7 separate regions of the Mus musculus genome follow, and regions 1, 2, 3, 4, 5 and 7 are each linked to region 6. A link is a contact called in public HiChIP or PLAC-seq and promoter capture Hi-C data. All regions are on one chromosome and are shown on one strand. The core of a region is the stretch at or near the end of the contact, and the rest is flanking DNA. Distances in the headings are between cores, read along the strand shown.

The links. Promoter capture Hi-C pulls out the DNA fragments that hold promoters and counts their contacts. HiChIP or PLAC-seq counts read pairs in DNA pulled down with a chosen protein or histone mark. Capture Hi-C pulls out chosen DNA fragments and counts their contacts.
Region 1: a contact with region 6 is called in a promoter capture Hi-C map of hippocampal neurons, with 8 times the contacts expected there. The contact joins the enhancer-like site here to the promoter of Slc1a2 in region 6. A contact is called at or near these places in 10 of 39 promoter capture datasets (the 3T3-L1 cell line, 3T3-L1-derived adipocytes, cranial neural crest and 6 more), 1 of 15 datasets of contacts at CTCF or cohesin (large pre-B cells), 8 of 484 Hi-C or Micro-C datasets (cerebral cortex, cortical neurons, embryonic stem cells and 2 more), 6 of 115 datasets of contacts at active chromatin or transcription factors (embryonic forebrain, embryonic hindbrain, embryonic midbrain and 3 more) and 1 of 9 other capture datasets (embryonic stem cells).
Region 2: a promoter capture Hi-C map of hippocampal neurons shows a contact between it and region 6, with 5 times the contacts expected there. The contact joins the promoter of Traf6 here to the promoter of Slc1a2 in region 6. A contact is called at or near these places in 3 of 39 promoter capture datasets (hippocampal neurons, pre-B cells and second pharyngeal arch cranial neural crest), 1 of 115 datasets of contacts at active chromatin or transcription factors (embryonic midbrain) and 1 of 9 other capture datasets (embryonic stem cells).
Region 3: a contact with region 6 is called in a promoter capture Hi-C map of liver, with 2.3 times the contacts expected there. The contact joins the enhancer-like site here to the promoter of Slc1a2 in region 6. A contact is called at or near these places in 6 of 39 promoter capture datasets (the 3T3-L1 cell line, the C10 cell line, liver and 1 more) and 1 of 115 datasets of contacts at active chromatin or transcription factors (pancreatic cancer cells).
Region 4: a contact with region 6 is called in an HNF4G HiChIP or PLAC-seq map of pancreatic cancer cells. The contact joins the enhancer-like site here to the promoter of Slc1a2 in region 6. A contact is called at or near these places in 7 of 39 promoter capture datasets (the 3T3-L1 cell line, the C10 cell line, hippocampal neurons and 3 more), 2 of 484 Hi-C or Micro-C datasets (the MNK3 cell line and bone marrow-derived macrophages), 5 of 115 datasets of contacts at active chromatin or transcription factors (embryonic forebrain, embryonic midbrain, embryonic stem cells and 1 more) and 2 of 9 other capture datasets (liver and pancreatic islet).
Region 5: a contact with region 6 is called in a FOXA1 HiChIP or PLAC-seq map of pancreatic cancer cells. The contact joins the promoter of Ehf here to the promoter of Slc1a2 in region 6. A contact is called at or near these places in 10 of 39 promoter capture datasets (the 3T3-L1 cell line, the C10 cell line, the HPC-7 cell line and 5 more), 1 of 484 Hi-C or Micro-C datasets (bone marrow-derived macrophages), 3 of 115 datasets of contacts at active chromatin or transcription factors (embryonic forebrain, embryonic stem cells and pancreatic cancer cells) and 4 of 9 other capture datasets (adipose tissue, liver, macrophages and 1 more).
Region 7: a contact with region 6 is called in a promoter capture Hi-C map of pancreatic islet. The contact joins the promoter of Prr5l here to the promoter of Slc1a2 in region 6. A contact is called at or near these places in 2 of 115 datasets of contacts at active chromatin or transcription factors (embryonic forebrain and neural tube) and 2 of 9 other capture datasets (embryonic stem cells and pancreatic islet).

What each region holds. Positions count from the first base shown.
Region 1 is chr2:101,904,584-101,907,283 of GRCm38.p6, forward strand. No RefSeq gene overlaps it. Among named protein-coding and RNA genes, the nearest start is that of Commd9, 20 kb to the left of the region's middle. Within about 2 kb of position 1,403, at least 70 of the 459 cell types and tissues checked have an H3K27ac peak or open chromatin away from gene starts, as enhancers often do. A contact at or near this core is called in cerebral cortex, cortical neurons, embryonic forebrain and 3 more, where this site is marked.
Region 2 is chr2:101,677,120-101,679,819 of GRCm38.p6, forward strand. Traf6 (TNF receptor-associated factor 6) reads left to right here and starts at 1,301. Exons shown (of 7, transcript NM_001303273.1): 1 at 1,301-1,501.
Region 3 is chr2:103,257,606-103,260,305 of GRCm38.p6, forward strand. No RefSeq gene overlaps it. Among named protein-coding and RNA genes, the nearest start is that of Ehf, 44 kb to the right of the region's middle. Within about 2 kb of position 1,411, at least 6 of the 459 cell types and tissues checked have an H3K27ac peak or open chromatin away from gene starts, as enhancers often do.
Region 4 is chr2:103,324,142-103,326,841 of GRCm38.p6, forward strand. No RefSeq gene overlaps it. Among named protein-coding and RNA genes, the nearest start is that of Ehf, 22 kb to the left of the region's middle. Within about 2 kb of position 1,385, at least 42 of the 459 cell types and tissues checked have an H3K27ac peak or open chromatin away from gene starts, as enhancers often do. A contact at or near this core is called in pancreatic cancer cells, where this site is marked.
Region 5 is chr2:103,301,939-103,304,638 of GRCm38.p6, forward strand. Ehf (ets homologous factor) reads right to left here and starts at 1,258. Exons shown (of 9, transcript NM_007914.3): 1 at 1,117-1,258.
Region 6 is chr2:102,657,243-102,659,942 of GRCm38.p6, forward strand. It overlaps Slc1a2 (solute carrier family 1 (glial high affinity glutamate transporter), member 2), which reads left to right and starts at 1,447. Exons shown (of 11, transcript NM_001077514.4): 1 at 1,447-2,059. The coding sequence starts at 2,043. It overlaps LOC115489466 (a long non-coding RNA gene), which reads left to right and starts at 2,066. Exons shown (of 2, transcript XR_003953884.1): 1 at 2,066-2,700.
Region 7 is chr2:101,796,267-101,798,966 of GRCm38.p6, forward strand. Prr5l (proline rich 5 like) reads right to left here and starts at 1,441. Exons shown (of 9, transcript NM_175181.5): 1 at 1,206-1,441.

The DNA.
Region 1 (2,700 bases), core at 153-2,652, 750 kb before region 6:
CTGATGATTTTCAGTGTGAAGACAAATGGACACCCGAGTGAGCCACTCAGTGAGGTCTCTGCACACACACAGGCCCCCTGCCCAGGCACTGCTAGTCAAGCTCTCTGGCCTGCTGTTCACAAACTTCCAAGATGTGAGTCCAGTGTGGTGAGAATGTTACCACAAGCAAGGAACTCTTATTAGTTATCATTCCTTTTACATTCGTTTCTTTTGTTTCTGTTTAATTTTGTTTGTTTGTTTGTTTTGGATTTTCAAGACAGGGTTTCTCTGTATAATCTTGGCTGTCCTGGAACTCTCTTTAACTACCAGGAGGATAGCTCTGTGTGTGTGTGTGTGTGTGTGTGTTTTAAAATGATGGACTTAGTTTTATGTACATTGGTGCTTTGTCTTCATGCATGTCTGTGTGAGGGTGTCAGATTCTTTGGAACTGGAGTTACAGACAGTTGTGAGCTGCCATGTGGTTGCTGGGAATTAAACCCAGGTCCTCTGGAAGAGCAGCCTGTGCTCTTAACCACTGAGTGACCTCTCCAACCCCTTATGCTCTAATCTAGAAGCTATTGGCCGTCTAGAACTTTGAAGGTTTTCAAGCCATTAACCTGTTTTCAGCCTGTATCCACCGACTTCCAATCCTGATAATTCCTGAACATTCTTTTTGTTTGGTTGGTTTGTTTTTTGGTTTTTGGTTTTTTGTTTGTTTGTTTGTTTGTTTTGTTTTGTTTTGTTTTTCGAGACAGGGTTTCTCTGGCTGTCCTGGAACTCACTCTGTAGACCAGGCTGGCCCGGAACTCAGAAATCCGCCCGCCTCTGCCTCCGGAGGGCTGGGATTAAATGCGTGCGTCACCACGCCTGGCTCCTGAACATTCTTAACTGCATACTGATGACCTTTATACAATCCGATCTTCTTTGGTGCTCACATTTCTATGGTTTAATTCCCCCCACCTCTTTTTAAAGCAGTTTTGAGAAAAGAAAAAAAATTGCTAACGGCAGTAGTACAGGGATGGTGCCAGAGGACCCTAATCTCCACAGAGAGAGTTTGCAGGCCCTGAATGCTTGGGAAAGGCCCGAGTGGGCTTTCTCCCTCTGCCTGATCTTCCCCATTGTTTCTGTGGTCCTGCCGAATGCCTGCCTTTCTCCAGCCTCGTCCCACAGCCTGAGTACCCGGATGATGGGCAGTTCCTGTCGGTACCGAGTTTCCAGCTATAAAGTGATAGCCTGTCTCTGGGATTCATTTCATAAAAGATGTCACTGGTCACGAGGTCTTACTATCTTCTGAGGTGACTCAAAAAAACTAACTATAAGGCCTAAAATCCAAACAGGAAGGCAATCGCCGCCTGCTGCTCGGCTAGCTGCAGCTGGAACTTGCATGATAAGCCCAGCAGATGGCGCACTTGTTCTCTCGATCTCATCTGTCTTAGTAATGAAAACAAAGACCGGGAAAGGTGAGGTGGCAGCAGACCTCTCCCAGAGCCCGGGCTAGGGAGAGGCTACCTGTAAAAGAGGCCCTCAGATCCAGGCCTGTTATCTCGTTATCTCCTCAGGGCAGCAAAGGTTGGAAGAAGGAGAAGTGGTAGCAGGGACAGACTCCCAGGGACCCCTTTCAGGACTTTTCCCCTAATGCCCCGATGCATCTGCCACAGGCTAGTAAATCCAAGAATCTGTACCTTTGGACCGGCCAGACACAGCTTCGCCAAACAAGGTTTGTGCGCGGCAACCACAGGTCCAGGATTCAGCCAGCAGAGAACTTTCTGTACCATGGGTGGATAGTGGAGGCAGGATGCAGGTCTAGGGCTGCTTGAACTAAATCTCGATTTCTTCATCTGTATAAGAAAGAGATTAAGCTTAACTCTTCCTGACAGCACTGCTTGGAGGAGGTTAATTATGTATGAAGGTATCTGAGTCGGGGAGGGTGCCCATCCATGGCGGGTACATGTCTGCTCTGCGTGCTGCCTCTTCTAGGTAAGGCCCTGTGCAGAATGCCCCAGTTCTGGTGTGAAGGGGGTTTGCTGTGTTCTGACCCCCACCCCCATGGCTGGTGAGGAGCCCAGGTAACTTTCTGGACTTCCTTGCTTCGGGCTCAACAGCTTTCTCCTATTTCTGTTTTCTCCTCCTCCTCCTCCTCCTCCTCCTCCTCCTCCTCCTTCCTCCTTCCTCCTCCCCGTCCTCCTCCTCCTCCTCCTCCTTCTCCTCCTCCTCCTCCTTCTCCTCCTCCTCCTCCTTCTCCTCCTCCTCCTCCTTCTCCTCCTTCTCCTCCTCCTCCTTCTCCTCCTTCTCCTCCTCCTCCTCCTCCTCCCCCTCCTCCCCCTCCTCCCCCTCCTCCTCCTTCTTCCTGCTGCTCCCACTGTCTGACTAGAGTCTAATGGCATTCCCCTGCCCCAAATTCTTAATGGCTCCTTAATGCCCCAGAATGAAGGCTAAACTCAGAATTGATACTCAATGTCCTTCATAACCAGCTTTCCACCTACATTTTAAGCTTTTGGAACAAAATTGAAGAAATTGACTTAAATCTGAATTAACAGGGTAGAGTTCTGAGGATGGAGGGAATAGAAGTTGTTGGTAACAGGCATGGACGGGTCTGGCTACCAAGAATGGAGTCCCCCCTACTTCTCATATTATGTATTTTTTTTCTCTTGTTCTCTTACTGTGTCAGAAAGTGTCTTGCTATATAGTTCAGGCCAGCTTCAAATTCATGATTCTCCTGCC
Region 2 (2,700 bases), core at 51-2,550, 980 kb before region 6:
ACAGAGAAACCCTGTGTTAAAAAACCAACCAACCAACAAACAAACAAACAAACAAAAACAAAAAGAAATAAACACAGAACACCTGATCTTTTTGAAAGCCTCTTGCTAAGTTCTCCCACATCAATTTTTTTTATTAGTTCACCTTGACAACAGTGTGTAAGGTACCACCCATGATGTAAACCTGTTCTATGATTTAGGAAGTGGAAGCTTGTAATGTCTGTCACGTGACTAACTTGCTCCAGAGGTCACACTAATAAATGAAGGAAATCCAATGCCCTGCCTTTTCTTTTCTCTGTGCCTCTCTCTCTCTCTTTTTTGTAGTGTGCGCATGTGTGTGTGTGTGTATGTGTATGTACGTGCACTTGCACACATGTGCATTATGTGCATGCCATTGTGTGCACTTGTAGTTCAGAGGACAACTTTTGGCAATAGGTTCTCTTCTACGGTGTAGGTTCTGGAGTTCCAGCGCATATCGTCAGGACTAAAGTCATGTTTCTTTACCCGCTGAGACATCTCACTGGTCCTTTACCCACCACTGACTTTGTAAGATGATCCCTTTTTGCATACCTCAGGAGTTTACTTATATAAGTGGAGGGGACAGCTATACGCAGAGTATTGCAATTCAACTTGCTTCCTTCTACTTCTTAAACTGCGTGATGAGCACACAGAAGCCTGGGTGTAGCTTTTTATACTCTTCATGCCTTAAACATTTCAAAGCACTTTTTAAAGGGGATAGAGGAAGAATTGAGTTTGAGTTGTACTAGATTCTTATGTTTGAAAGAATCCTTCTACTAAGATGTCAGCAAAAGATAGTATTATTGATATTTACTGCACATATTATTTCCTAGATGATTTTAAATAACTTATTTACATGTATCTACTTACCTTACCTAACAGCCTTAATACACAATAATACCTTTCATATCAGATGGAGAAGATGAGTCAAATTTTCAGATGAGGGTGAAAATCTTTTGGGCATCTATTGCATTGTGCCAGTTACAATCCGTAGATATTTGCATCCAGTTAAACTGAGAACTCAAAATAGCTCTCCCGTGACAATGTTGGAGAATGGGATCATGCAGATGGCAGCAATTGTGAAGAAATGTTTCATGCATGAGACGACTGTTTTGCACTGGTCCGAGGAAGGGCTACGTGATTAATGTAAGGTTCTGCCTATTGAGAAAACTTCTTTGCGAGGAAGGGCGGGGTAAGGCTTCAGCGTGGAGGACCACAGACAGGGGGCGGCCTCTCCCGCGGGGCCTCTTTGTCCCGGGGCGCGCTCCCCTCCCCTTGCTGCTCCTAGCGAGCTGAGAAGGCGGAAGCAGCGGCGGCCGCGGCTGGGGCTGAGGCTCCGGCCGTCGGCGGACGCAGCAGCCGCGGCCCACGAGCCGGGAGTTTGGCGTCGGAGCCACTTGGTCTCGGAGTGCCGTGTATGTAGGCGACGCGGCGCAGCCCGGGGAAGCCTTCCCAGTTGGTTGTGAAGTCTCAGCGTGTACGATCGGTGAGTGAGCGGCTTCGAACTAGAGTTCCGGCGGCCGCGGGCCCGGGAGAGTCACCCCCGGTTCCCCACGGGACAGGGACCTGTCGCCGCGAGCCCTCGCTTCCCACAGATAGGACTGGCCATCTCCACGTCCTCCCTCGGGTCCGGGACTCCGCCCCCTTGCCCCCTCTCGTCTGGGTAGCCCTGGGACCCCCTGTCTCAGCACAAAGCCACCTCTGTCCCTGTCGCCTGACAGGTGCAGGATGCGCCCACAGTCCTCCCACGAGCCGGAGGAGCCCTCTGTGCCCTCCCCGGGACTGCGGGTCTCCCCTGCTCTAGCCCCACAGGTCCTGAACCCGCCCCTGGTTTAGGAGCCTCTCCTGGCGTTTCTGTCGCCTTCCGGCACACGGCATCCCTCTCCCCAGCCCCTCTCTTCCTCACCTGGTGTTTTCCCCTGTCCGGGGAAGGAAATCGCCTGCTGGGTTTTCCCGTCCCTTCCAGCTTAAATTAAGAAAAGAAAAGAAAAGAAAAGAAAAGAAAAGAAAAGAAAAGAAGAAAAGAGAAAATCCCTTCAAACTCCCAGAGTGCAGGGGAAAACTTTTTGTGTGCCCTTTTAAATTCGAGAGCGGTTCTAACCTAAGCAGCAAGTTTAAAAAAAAAAAAAGTACGCTGACACCAATGTTCCCCTCCCCACCCCTGCGCTCTCTCGATTGTTCCAGACGCCGTGTTGCTAAAGCTGTTCCTAGTATTTGGCTTCAGGGGAACTCCGGATGAGACTTAGACTGTCTTTGTGTGTGAACAGAAAGCACCTAACGCTTGGATGTATAGGATTAGCTTGTTTTCTGAGAGCAGTCCGCTAGCCTGTGACAGACGTCTAGAAACGAGAACAATTTGTCACAGCCGAAGTATTATATTGGCTTTGAGACTTGAGCTGCTGGCCTTTCATACCTCCTTTGAGGATGCCGGGGTGGGGAGAGCTCTTTTTGGTTTTTGAAATGGAGGGTAAAGAGGTGTCATGTGACTCGAGGAAAGTGTTTGAACCAGTGGCTTAGCCACATGATAGATACAAGAATCATATTTGAGTTTCAGCCTTGATGCCCTGTATATACTATTTCAGTATTATAGCCCTGTTTTACTTGATATCTGCTCCTCATCAGTTTTAGTCACTTGACTTGTATAAAAGAGGGTCCAAAATTCTTGGGTTTTAGAGATGCGAACAA
Region 3 (2,700 bases), core at 161-2,660, 600 kb after region 6:
CTTAGCTGCCAGCAAAAGCTTCCAGTGATAGCTCAGAACAGACTAGCTACGATCTTAATGTTCTATGCCTCTTTTACATTGGGAAAAACTATACTCTCAAAAGATCAAACCACAGGCTTTCAGCTTCTGGCCGCTGATGTTTTGTTCCTACCATGTCTTTTAGAGACTATATTTACCATAAGCCCCTCTCACCACCTATTTTAATGATGGTGTTAACTAGTACTAAAATAAAATTTAATAAATTTTACTAACAAATTTCAGTTCTGTAGATGAAAAGTCTAGTATCTGGAATACTTGTGCAACTTTCAGATGCACCAGCTCTGACCAGGTAGAACCCATGAGCCAGGTGACACTCGACACATAGAAGCAGGGTCATGTCGCAGTGGGTCTAGTCTGACCCAGGCATTGCTGAGGTCATCAGGCCTGAAGTCTCATTGCTACACTGACACTCTGGGGACCCAAGAGTCTCAGGAAAAGGCGATGTCTTTCATGAGTTTTGAATTTCAAATTATTATGTGTGCTTTTAAATTTTTTTCTTTATTATATGTGCTTGAGTATTTTGCATATACAGCACATGTGCCTGGTGCCTGTGGAGGTCAGAAGAGAGTGCCAGGTCCCTGGAACTGGAGTCATAGATGACTACAAACTGCCGTGTGGGTGCTGGGAACTGAACCCAGGTCCTCTGCATGAACAACAAGTGCTATAACCACCGAGCAATATCCACCCCCTATTTGTGGTTTTAATAAAACTCTACATTCAACTTTCAGACATGAAAGGGCAGCCTTCTCCAGAAACGTTATGCATGTCCAGAGATCCAGTGTTGGATGCATTTGCCTACACTCTCCTCCTGCCTCTCCAAAACTACACAGCCACCAGAGGTGACTCGGTGAACACTTCAGCTCCACAATCCATTCCAGGACCATGAAAAAAAGCCATTTCTATGATGTTTGGCTGAATCATGGACTGAATTCAAATGTTTATTCGTAAGTTCTAGCACTTTTTTACTTGAAGCAACTTCAGAGATGCTTGGTTCAACCCGTCAGTTTGCAGATTTGTAAACTACCATAAGAGAATTTCACAAACTTCCTAACATCAACAGTGGAGCCAGGACTAGAACCCAGGACCAGTGTCCTGTCTCTCCACAGTTACCTAACACTGATCACAGTTTGGCTGGTTCCCCCAACACAGTACTCATACCAGCTTAGCACTCTCTGCCTGTTCCTGAGAACCCAAAGCTGAGATGGTTACAACTCTGAGGCCTGTGTGGGCTGTGCTATGAACCTGTTTTCCCAGCCTGGCCACTGGAGATTATTCTCCTTTGTAAAGGCAGACTGGCCATCAATAGAGGCAGGGTGGTATAGTGGAACTGGATGTCAGGTGACCTCTGACACTGACCTACTATATGAGGTTGGAGCAGACACTTGACCTTTTCCTTGGGGTGTGGTGCCCTGTGGCAGCCTCCGGCAGTTCTTGTCACAGGGTTGTCATCAATACCTAATTGGAATTAGTCGAATAAGTGAGATGCCTTTTATTCCTCTTGTACTGTGAGGCTATGTTGTTCAGGTCTTCCTGCTTTCCCTGCAGGAGAAAGCTCAGTGGAAAGAGTCCAGAGTCTTGTAACCGTCGGCTCAGGTGAGATGTGTCCTCAGACCCAACCTGAGAGATCACCTCTGTTTTCCCAGGTCCGGCAGGGATCACTGCCTCTATCTAGTGTGAACGTACTGTTTGTTTTCCTTCTTCTCTTTCTGTTTGCTGTTGGAAAAGTCCATTAGTGTTGAATGACATGGCTAAACCATAAAGGGGAGAACAGTTGATGTGCTAATAATTCTTAGGTAAATACCATTTGTTATTGTCACCTCTAAGCTTTCCAGAGAAGTGGCACCATTTCTGGTCCTGGACCAAGTCCTCTTTTGGCTCTTTCACCAACCTGGAGAGGCAGGTTTGGAGAGAGAGTCTTGAAAGGATTGGTGAGCAAGAGGAAGGAAGAGTATGACAAAGAAGTAGGGTCACTGAAAGGTGCAGAGAGCAAGTGAAAGAAGAGCTGGACTCATTTACATGCCTGCTCACACACAAGCATGGCAGAGCAGAGAAGAGACAAGAGCTGACAAAGCCTTTCCCAAGCTTCATCTCTGAGGCCTCTGCCTCAGGGACACTGGAACTCTGCAGTTGTCATGTCCAGTGGCGCTAATTCATAACCTCTAGTTCCATATCAACCCTTTTAATCGTTAGCATGGGTGACCTTCCTGACTTGCTGTGTGGCAGAGGACAGTAGTTGATTATGACACAGGAAGGTTTGATGACATCAGCATTAAAACGGAGCATCCTTATGATGCTCTGGGTCAGGGATGGAAGGAATATGACATGACCAAGAAGATTCACGTTTGCCTAGAAGGATTTATCATTGGCAAGAAGGGAATGTGAACTTCCCGCTTAGCTAACAGCAAAGAAGAGAGAGAGTCCTATCAGAATAAGGCCCTTCACTTACATGTTCAACTGACACTGATGGTGTCTGGTGCTTAGCTTAGGGATACCCTTGCTCTCAGAAGGTGATGGTGTTGGGCCTCTTCTCTCTAATGACTTACAACCTAGCACTTAAAGTAAGCATTATAAATGATAAAATAATGAACTGAAAATGGACTGAACAGGTGTGCTTATGTATTTAGGAATAGACACACACACACACACACACACACACACACA
Region 4 (2,700 bases), core at 135-2,634, 670 kb after region 6:
TAAGTACTTTTTCCAGTCTCATTTGCCACATAGTGGGCACTCAAAAACACTTCTACCTTCTAACAAACCATAAGACCAAAATGGCTTTGATCATGGTCAGCATAGCACAAGGCGCTTTGCGGCAGCTGCTGGGAAGGAGGAGAGGAGGGCACTTTCAGGCTGTGCCAGCTTCCTTTGCCTCCCACCATGGGAGCTTCCAGCTGGCAATCATTGAGTACTTTTTCTTCCACTTGTAAAAGTTTTGGGGGTGGGGGTGGGGGTTATCTACAATATTCTGAAAAGGCAGGCAGTAACTTAAAAATTGAAGCATCTGTACTGGGTCCAGCTGATAGCATCAGCAAGGAGGTGGGGGACACTTATCAGTGAGTTCCCAGAGACATAAATTAAAAGCCCCTTGAGGGTATGAGATTGGTAAGATGTTGTGGGAAACCCTGGCAGGGGCATGAGCTGTGCTGCGATCCAGATATTACAGGTTGGCTCCTCCTCTGTGGCTGAGGGAACTTGTCTCTATACTCTCAGCGCCCTCTCAGTTTTCCTTGTCACTCAGCATCTTCCTTCCAGTGGCTCTCATTCATAGCAAGGCATGAACAGCTGTCAGCACCTGGATGGAAGTCTGGGATTTTGATTTCCCCAGAATTCAAGCCTCCGACTGAAAGCAAACCACTCCCGTGAGAGCATTTGGACACTGGCCATGGGAAAGAGACAGTTGAAAGAGCCCGTTCTGTTGTTTTGAGGTCAGGGGGGAACTTAGATGGGATTCCAACTCCGGGAGTCAGCAGCAACGTGACCTGAAACAGGACAGCAAACTCTCCACTTGTAAAGAGGGCTTATTCTCTTGAACACAAGTTAGTATATAAAGTTGGGGGATAATAGATAGGAAGCTCTTGGGCTTGCCTAACACCGCCAAACCCTCCATCAATGACCAGGATTATGAGCTGTGCAGCCCCTTCTCCTGACCTCCTAGGAGGGGCTGGCCACTCCCTTTGACCTCAGCCTGTCTGTCGTCTTACCATGTTGGCCTAGCCTACAAACAGTATCCTGTCTGTCTTTCTTTTCAGCATGAATCCAGTAAAGGCAGGTAGCTGACTGACCTATCTGAGGTTTCCAAGCCCTGTACAGAGCTGCATGGACAACTTGCCCTGTTTGCTCCTTGGGGTTAAGTCTTGGCTGAAAGCAAAGGGTCCTAGCAGAGACAAATCAGTGGCTGCCAACAGCCTATCAGCCAGGTTCTGCAGCCTCCAGGGACTGGCATGCTTTTTTCTCCCCAGTGAACAACCTCGGTTTGATCCTGGGGCTTTTCCTGGCATGCCAGGTCCTGGCATGTGTGGGCAGGGACTCGCTAAGCTCTGGGTTGGGCATTTTCTCAATTGTTTCTTTCTCTTTTTCTTATCTCTGGCTAGTTAGTGATTAACTGCACTCAGAAAGTTTCCCAGCCTCCCCAGGAGCACAGGTGGCCACTGGGTTAGAGAACCTGACTCAGACTCGGTTCTCTTTGCAAGACCAGGAGGATTTGAGGCACAACCCTGGGGAATCACACACCCTTTGGGGCTGGCTAAGGTCTAGAAGGTTTGCTGGGAAGGATGCAAGGATGTGGGTCTGCTGGTTCCTTGTGGGGTAGGCGGAGCTGAGAGATGATGACCAGGGTGTGGAAGACACGACCCATTCTGGAAGATGTGTGTAAACCCTGACCTTGGGTAGCTTCTATCTTGGGTTGCTCCTTTTGCAGGTGGCTCCTGTAGGTGGAGAGCAGAGCAGCCACTTGGTAGCAAGGTCCACCCCAGTGAGCCACAGAAGAGAGCCAAAGAAGCTCGTTTTCTCAAAAAGGCTTTGCTTTCCTCCTGTTTGTTCGCTTGCCCTGATCAAGATGGAGAAGACCCTCTGTTACCATCCACTTCAGCCTGGACTTGGGTCCCTTGGCTCATGCCCACTTGGCTCCTTTTCAGCTCAGGGTCCTCACCTTGGCTGTTCTCTCTCTACCTCATTTGTCTCCCCTATACTGGAGGACAACCTCCTCGTGCTCCCATGTTTCACTCTCAAGCTTCCCAGGCTGGAAAGGCAGCACCAATGCCCCAGCTCCACTCCCTGTGGTGCCTGTTTGTGCACTAAAAATATTAGGACTCCCTTTGCTTGGGAATTTAATGTATAACGTTTAAGCTCCCTGAGGACAGGTCTTTGTGATGGTCATAGCTGCAGCTACAGAGACTGCCAGAACCCCCTGGAGCCCAGAAAAGCTAAAAACATTTGTAGGATTGATGAATGAATCAATGGGCAACCTTCCTTGCATGCTCAAAGGGGTTCATTGCAATAAGAACTATAGTTCTAAATCAGAGATCCACAAACTATAGCCCTCTGACCAAATATAGGCTGTTGTCTATTTTTTTTTTTACACCTAATGTGCTAAAAATATATTTTACATTTTAATTGATGGAAAAAGTAAAAAAGATTAGTATTAGTAAATGTGAAAACCATATAAAATTCAAATTCCAGCATCCATACCTAAAGTTATACGGACACAAAAACAGCATGCAACCTCTGTGTGTCCTCTGTGGCCGCTTTCCACCACAATAGCAGGGTTCTGGACAGGCATTGTCCAGTCTGGGAAGTTGAGAATATTTCCCTCCAGCCTCTTTCCAGCAAATGTTTGCCAAGTCATACTCTAAATAATGCTAACAAAGGAGGCAGAGATGGTATCCACTCGGA
Region 5 (2,700 bases), core at 8-2,507, 640 kb after region 6:
GCCATTCCGGATCCCTAACTTCTCCTTATCCATTGAAAGATATTGCCTTGATAAATCCTCACACCAGTGTCCACAGAACCAACTGGCGTTTCCATCAGAAATCTCAGACTCTGAACTCCCCCATTCTCCCTGAGATCAATGTGGAAAAACAATGGAGACACCTGAGGACTCTGAGAATTTTATGCTTCATCCAGAACATGTATCATCGCGCAAAGCAGATTTCAGAGTCCCAAGGAAGACAAGAAAATTAACGTGGTCTTGCCACTTCGTTGCTCTCATGAACCAACAAGATTCATCCCCCCACTGATCTCGGCTCTATCCACACTGAGACCAACACTTGTTCATAGTGTACAAACAAAATCAAAAGAGTCCCTGCATCCAGGACATTTGTTGCTGGTGAGTCATGTCTGCCTGTCTGGTCATAGTATTCCATTGTGGAAAAACAAAGGGTTGGTCTGTCCTCTTGTGATACGGTAAAAATCATCTACCTAAGTTGAGTTTTCTTTTTGCCTAGGATCATTTTTAAGGGTACCACCTGCCTAACCTTGACCACCTGACTCCTGCCGCCTTTGTGAATATAGATTCTTTTACCTATCTACACCTATTTCCTCAAACTGGAATACACTAAAGATGAATTGGCTTTTCCCTATAGCTCCTGAGTCAGAAGAAATATCAGTCAAGACACCTCTAGACTGTGAGACCATAAGCTCACCCTGAGCACTACCATCCCTTAGCCAGCCAGCTCGTCACTGAGCGACATCAGAGTCACCTGTCTCCGTTTGCTTTTTTTTGTCCCAGAGAAATCTAACCCAGGGATATAGCTCTGGCATACATACCACATGGGCAGAGAGAAACCGGGGGCTTTTAGACTCTCACTGATTGGCAGTCCAGACAATGTAGGGAATTCACAGATAACACTCACACAGGAGTAACCCAGCTGCTCTCACCCAGATAAACTCTAACAAGACCCAGTGGGGGAGCCAGGGGAACACAAGCTCTACTTCCTGCCAGCTGCCTCTGGTTTATTTTCACCTGTCTGCTTCAAGACAGCTTGTCTTTCCACCGAGCAGGTGTTTGAATCTCAGGTTCAAAAGAAGTTTAAAAGCGAGGACTTACCTCATTTACCTAAAGATTCTGGGTGGGAAGTCCTATGGCTCTGGTGATGAAGAAGAAGGCAGGAAGCTATCACACCAGCTCCTACCGAGATGGGGAGCCACGGCCTTATCACGTCTGAGCTCTCATCAGAGTGAAGATAAATGCATATGACAATAATTTAAAATCATTTTGTAGGATGTTAAGCAATAAGCCACCAACCGGGAATTCCCTAAGTCACTTCCCCCTCCTCTGATTGGCTGCCCGGCCCTTTAAAAAAATAAAATAAAGGATTACAAACATTGGCTCATTTGCATTTGGCCAACTCAGACGTTAGTGTTCAAACAAAACAGGTCTAACCAGGTTATGCCTGTGTCTCAAGAACAGAGGCGACCTGTTAATGGATGAGGAATTGATTTGGTCGTGACTGTACTTTTCAGCTTAGAGGCAGTTTCAGGTGAAAAGTATCTCGCTCCCCAAAAGATGCTCTGAGGAAGGGGGAATAGAAAAGCCAAGTCCAAGTCCCTGTCAAGCAAATGAAGGAAGAGGGCCTGAGGTGCTCTTAAACATCCGGCTCATTTTCTAACCCGTATTTAGTCCTCTGCTATGTCATCAAGATCTTTGCCCTGGCTGTGCAGGTACCCGGCGTGGAAGGAGCTTCTAGTTTCTAGTCCATTCTGTCTGTCTCTGGGCATCATGACCAACTCTTTGTAGTGACTCTTGACAATTTCAGAGGCTTTTCCCCAGTCCCAGGTAAGCACCTCAGAGGATCGGACAGCCCTGGAAGGGAGGGGCCACTGTGAAATGTCTTTGGGCAACAATCCTCAGCCAGACAAGGGCTGGAGGACCAGCTTGTCTTCCCTTCCCCTTGACTCTTACACGATGCATCGTACTGCTTATCAGCCCTCCCTGTAGGATCCAGAAAAGAGAAAACCAAATGCCAGTCTGAGCAAGATGTGAACTGCTGAGGGGACCTACGGATTTCACAGATCCCCACCCCCTGAGCTAAGGGTGCACAGGGAGTTTCCGATTCTTGCTTCACTGGGTCCCACATGTTTCTCCACCTGCACAGGTGAGCGACTACCCTGGCCAGGAAAAATACAATCCCCTAACCATTAACTTTCCCTTCTGGGTCTTCCTGGACACCAGCCTTCTATGAGCAAAGCATCCCCTGGCAGGTTTGTTGAACTCGGCGAGGCTCTTCTCCCTTTGTCGGAAGACAGGAAGGAGTTTGGCAAAAAGATTTTGTGATCACAACTCAGTTCCTTCTGTGGCAAAAAAAAAAAAAAAAAAAAAAAAAAAAAGTGTGTGTGTGTGTGTGTGTGTGTGTGTGTGTATGCAAAAGTTCATGGAAAAAACAAAACCCAAATGGTTGTTGTGCTGCTGACTGGGGCAGGAGCCAGCCAGCTTCAATGCTCTCTTGTACTTGTTGCTTGGTTTAAGCACCATGAATTCAGAGAAGTTCCAGGTTCAAAAGACAGAGGTGAGGCAAGGGTGGGTTTGGAGGGGTCTTTAAAGGAGGTATTGGCATCCTTAATGTTTAGGGTTTAGGGTGACTCTCTGAAGCTGCTCTTTAACCTCCAGCAAATAAACCCACCTCCCCTGCAG
Region 6 (2,700 bases), core at 197-2,696:
CTTTGCCCAGGAAACAACCCTCCAAAGATCCCCTAAAGTTAACGGAACTTTCTTTTTCTTCTTTTGGTTTCTGAAGCATGAGCTTACTCTGTAGCCCACACCTGTCTCAAACATGAGAACATCCTACCCCAGCCTGCTAGGCACCGGCATTCCAAGCATACAGCACCACAGCTGGTTTAACAGAACAGGTTTTGAATGCAGTTCATTCAGTTACTTATTGAGAACGAAGGTGACCCCTCCAGTTTGCCACGCATGCAAAGAAGCGAAGATGTGGAGCATGGATGAGAAAGCCTCTGGGCTAGAATCCTGGAGGGGAAAAGAAGGAGAAAAGAAACTAGAATGCTGGAGTTCTGAGATGCTGCTCAGAGGAGCCTAGCAGGTCCCAAGTGACCTGCTCACACCTTTTGACATCTTTGTTTACACTTTTAAACCTCTCAGTAGAGTCTGTTTAATTCTTATCTGGGCCCTGCAGAGGTGATAGGTTTGAGTCCCAATGTCCAGCAGAGGAAAAGAAGGTTTTGCCTTTTAGGTGGCCACGGGGTCAGCAGGTGGAGGACCTGTAGGTGTCTGGTGTGTCCCAGTCCTCGAGATAATAAAAGCTGAGCAGAACTTGTCATTATTATGCAAAGCTGGGCAGGAGGCTTGGACTCTCCCTCGCAGAAGGCAGAAGCCCATCTGTCTTTGCACGCCTCCCCCCACGCTCAGAGGCCTGCTGAGAACTGAGCCCTGGGTGGGTGAAGGAGATGCGTCTCCAGCCCTTGGCCCTGGCGTGTGTGTGTGTGTGTGTGTGTGTGTGTGTGTGTGTGTGTGTGTGTGAGAGAGAGAGAGAGAGAGAGAGAGAGAGAGAGAGAGAGAGAGAGAGAGGGAGAGAGAGAGAGAGAAATTATGGCATCCCTCACACCCTGCTCGCCCTCGGGGAACCACATTAATATTAATCTAGACGAATGATTGAATGTCCGGGATTTATTCGGGCCCGGGTAAAGAAGGACCCGCAGCTGGGTCGCGTTTCCTTCCGGTCACCTGAGTGTTTCTGCAGCTCAGATTCAGTGGGACTTCTACTCTCAGAAGTGGTAGGATGTGGGTGGGTGTGCCGGCCTGTGTGATGTGAGCCCGAGCAGATGTCCAGGGAGTGATGGGGAGTGCCAAGGCTTCTCCAAGGATTGGGGACGGAGGGGCATCCCGGGTCTCAGCGCTTGGCCCAGCACAGGGTGACCCAGGGCCACTCAGACTCGAGAGGAAACAATAGCGACTCCTTAGACCCTGGGATCCTGCCACTGGCTTTCCAAAGCCTTCCCGGACTACCGGCGGTGCCTTTTTTTTTTTTTTTTTTTTTTTCTAATTTATGACTGGAGGCTGGTGGGGGAGGGACAACAGAAAAGGGACAACGTCTAAAGATGGGGGGCAGGGGCGACAGTTAAAGAAGTCGCCCCAGGCTGCGGCGCGGGTGATGTCAGCTCTGGACAAAAATAGAGAGGGATCGCCTGCAAATCCCCAGCTCCGGCTGGGCTAAACCTTGCAATCCCTCTTCGGCCGGCGCCGAGCCAGGGCGCAGCGGCCTCTACCGCCTCCCCCGGCGCGCACACACCAGCACACGCGCACGCACGCACACACTCCCCCGCACTCGCACTCCCGGTCTTCCCCATCCCGCTCGGTGCCGGCCACTCCTGGTACCGGTCTGCCCCGCGGCGAAGCACACAGACACGCACACACACAGGTGGCTGCTGGGAAGCGGGGAGTGTGTTCCTGCAGCCCTGCGGCCAGCGCGACCTCGCAGCAGCCGGTGCAGGATCCCCGCAGCGCCCCTCGGAGCGCTGGCCGCGAGCCGCTCACGGGACCGCGCGCGGTGGAAAGCCGGGACGTGGATTAGCGCCCGCAGCAGCCTCCCGCGCGCGCCGAGGCGCTAAAGGGCTTACCCAGGAGGGGGGTGCGAGGGCGGAGAGAGGCTGCCCGTTAAATACCGCTCTCCGCCGCACTCCGGGCTCACCCAGCTCGCCGCCACCGTCTCCAGACCGTGCCCGGGAGGAGGGGGCGTTCCCCACGCCATGGCATCAACAGAGGGGTGAGAGCTTTTCTGGGTGCCCATGGGGAAGAGGGAGCCGCGCGCGGGGTGGTGCTGCCCTATCCCAGATGGGGACAGAGAACTGTGACCCTGGACCCCTGAAACCCTAGCAGAGCGCTGGAGGTGGTGGGAAAGGGGTCTGGTTTCTTTGGTAGACTAGCTGTCTTTTGAGGACCGGGAGGATTTAACGGAAAGGGGTGAAAAAGTGTGAAAAGAAACCGTGGAGGTTACTTCAGAGATTTAAAGACAATAAAGAATTGTCCACGGAGCCTGCAGGAAACACTGCCTGGGCTGCAAGGAGGGGACCAGTTGGAATGAATGAGCCAGGATCAGAGCCGGGGCGGGGCGAAGAGAAGCGCACAGCCTTGAATGCTAGCTTTGGGCGCGCACGGGTGTGTGTGTGTGTGTGTGTGTGTGTGTGTGTGTGTGTGTGTGTGGGGTGATGATGGCAAGACCCCAGCCCAAGAGGTCTTTGCCTTTGGATATTAGAATTTCCCTGGCGAGCTGCAAGGAAGAGTGGAAGAGATTTGGGTGCTTCCCGAGAGGAGGGAAGGAAACCTGTAGCTTGGAGCAAGAGTTTCCAAACTATCTGGACTATCACTGGCATTTTTATTTTGCCTGTGGCCTTGGAGGCGCCCCTC
Region 7 (2,700 bases), core at 191-2,690, 860 kb before region 6:
TGGGATGGAAGGCGATTGTCCAGGACCACTGTAGTCCTTATCTGAATTTGCATGGGCAAGAATTCCAAAACTCCACCCAAGTAAGGGATGCCTGGAGACGTTTTTCCAAGTGGGTCTCCGCAGCAGACATGTAGCTGAGCCGCCGCGCGTAAGCATCTCGTCTTGTGGGGCGCGACGCAGCGCAGTAATTGAAACCTTGCACACCGCAGGATTGCAGTGGCGTCTATAAATACTCTCCACTTTACTGCTGACAAGCAAAACGCGGGCTTCTGGCACCGCGGAGGAAGAGGCGGCGGTGGCATGTGATCCCCGGCAGGGCGCGGGTAGGAATCGGGGAAACCCCTACTGCCAACAAGGGCAGCACCCCAAAATCTATTCCTGAAGGATCCTTTGTAAGCACACCTAGTCCTTGTCGCTGTCCAGGCACGAACTCTGGGAACCGTAGTCTGGTCTAGAGGTGCGGGTCCCACAGCGCCCCCTGTGCGTAAAAACGCGCAGTGCGCACACGAGGCGCGCAGAGGAAATCCCGGCCCAACGCCCGGCGGGCGCGAAAGTCGAAGCGGAAAGGGGACACCGTGGGCGCCTGGCGCAGAGTCGCAGTGAACTGTCCCGAGCTTCTCACCACCACAGGCTAGGTCTCCCTCGGGCTGTCCCCTGGCTACAGTAGCCTGCCCAGCGCTCCGGGCCAACTGGTCTCCATCTACTACCTCGACTCTCACGCCTCCCTTCAAGAAAGAAGGGGACGGCTGAGAGGATGGGTTTTTCAGGCGAGTAGCCTCCTGAGCACTCATGACTGTAGATCTGCCCCTCTGGCCTTGGGAGGATGGTGCAGATACATTCTTTTTCTGCCTTCTAGCTTACTAGGGTCCCACGCTTGGCAGGATTCCCCCAAAAAGGGTTCACAGCGCTTCCTCTCCCACCGTGACCCACTACACTCAGGGCGGCCTGCCCCTTCCCTTACCCACCTCTTGGTAGTCTACCTCCCCGCCTACAGCATCCGATGCGGAGGTTCCTTAACCACGCGGAGTCTCCCCTCAGTCTCGCTGTCCCCGTGCCCCCACTCCCACCCCCAGATCACGCCAGGCGAGTTATTTTCCGAGCCTGCGAAGTTGCAGAATGATGACTTCAGGCCCTCCAGGGACTTCCCCACTCACCCCCTTGGGGTCCCCGGCGTGAGTCACCCGAGCCGAGCCGCGCACACCCACCGCTCGCCTCCGTCTCGGACTCTGAGCGCTCAGGAAAAAGTTTCCGGTGTTCCAGGGAAAGTTTTCTTGCTGGAGAGAAACTAGCGATTCGGCTGGTTCTCGCCTCGCTCGCTCGCTCGCCCTCCCCAGGTCCTCTCCCAGCTCTGCCCTACGCCGGGTCGCGTCCTGCCCAGGTTTCTCTCCGCCGTAGCTCTCAGAGTCAGGCTGGTGACTGTTTCCCTCCTCTCTCAACTTACGGCCGCCTCCTCTCCTCCTCCCTCTCCTCCTCCCACTTTTCCTGTCCGGTGCACATCGCTGTGGTTTCTCTCCAATGCCCCCGCCTCGCTTCACCCCCATCCCACGCCTCCTCTCCAACAACAAGAGTAGGCGGAAGACCCTGCGCTTAAATTCATTTCAACAATTTCAGGAAATCCAAGGTCGTGGTCCTAAAAAGCAGGGGAGGATGCTGCAAATCAGGGGAACTCTGCACTACCTTTCGAAAAGCCAAGAAGAGTTTGGTCTCCCACTGTTAAACCCGGGATGAGAAACGTCTCCAGGAGTCCAGAGGTGTTCGTGCGACCAGATACAAAAGGACTGGAGTTCTGCGGAACATTTCTGAGGCTGAGAGAGGTTTTGTTGCTGCTTTGGAGCGCGCACGCGCGAATGCGTTTTAAGGAAAGATTTTTCAAACCGATTCCACACTTGTTTGCGTCTCTTCCTTAGCGTTGTAAAACGAATTTAAGGATCTGGGGTTCAATTTTTAGGCGAAGGTTTCACGAACACGACATATCAGAATTGAAACCACAGAAAACCAACCAGTTCGAACATTTTAAAAATGTAAAATAACTTTGGAAATTCCTTGTTGTTGCTCGGTAGGTGCTAAGAATTTGAGCTGGTGGTGGAGTAATCAGGATCCTAGCACGATGGTGTTTAACCTGTTGGTCGAGACCCCTTTGTGTGGGGTGTGTGTGTGTATGTGTCACATATTAGATATCTTGTATATCAGATATACACACAATGCATAACAGAATTACAGTTAAGTGGTAGCAACAAAATAATTTTATGGTTGGGGGCAGGGGGGGGTCACCACAACATGAGGATCTGTATTAAAGAGTCACGGCCTTTGGAATGCTTAGAATCCCTGTAGCACTTTGGAGGTAGAGGAAAGAAGACCAAGAGTTTAGGTCATCGTGCTCTACACAATGAGTTCAATTTTTCATCCTAGGTTATATGAACCCATCTCAAAAAACAAACAAAACAAAACAAAACAAAAACCCTTTTCTTTAACATTTCTCTCTCTCTCTCTCTGTCTCTCTCTCTCTCCCTTTCTTTCTTTCTTTCTTTCTTTCTTTCAAGATTTATTTATTTTATATATGTGAATACACTGTAGCTGTCCTCAGACACCAGAAGGCATCAGATCCCATTACAGATGGTTATGAGCCACCATGTGGTTGCTGGGAATTGAACTTAGGGCCTCTGGAGCAGCAGTCAGTGCTCTTAACCGCTGAGCCATCTC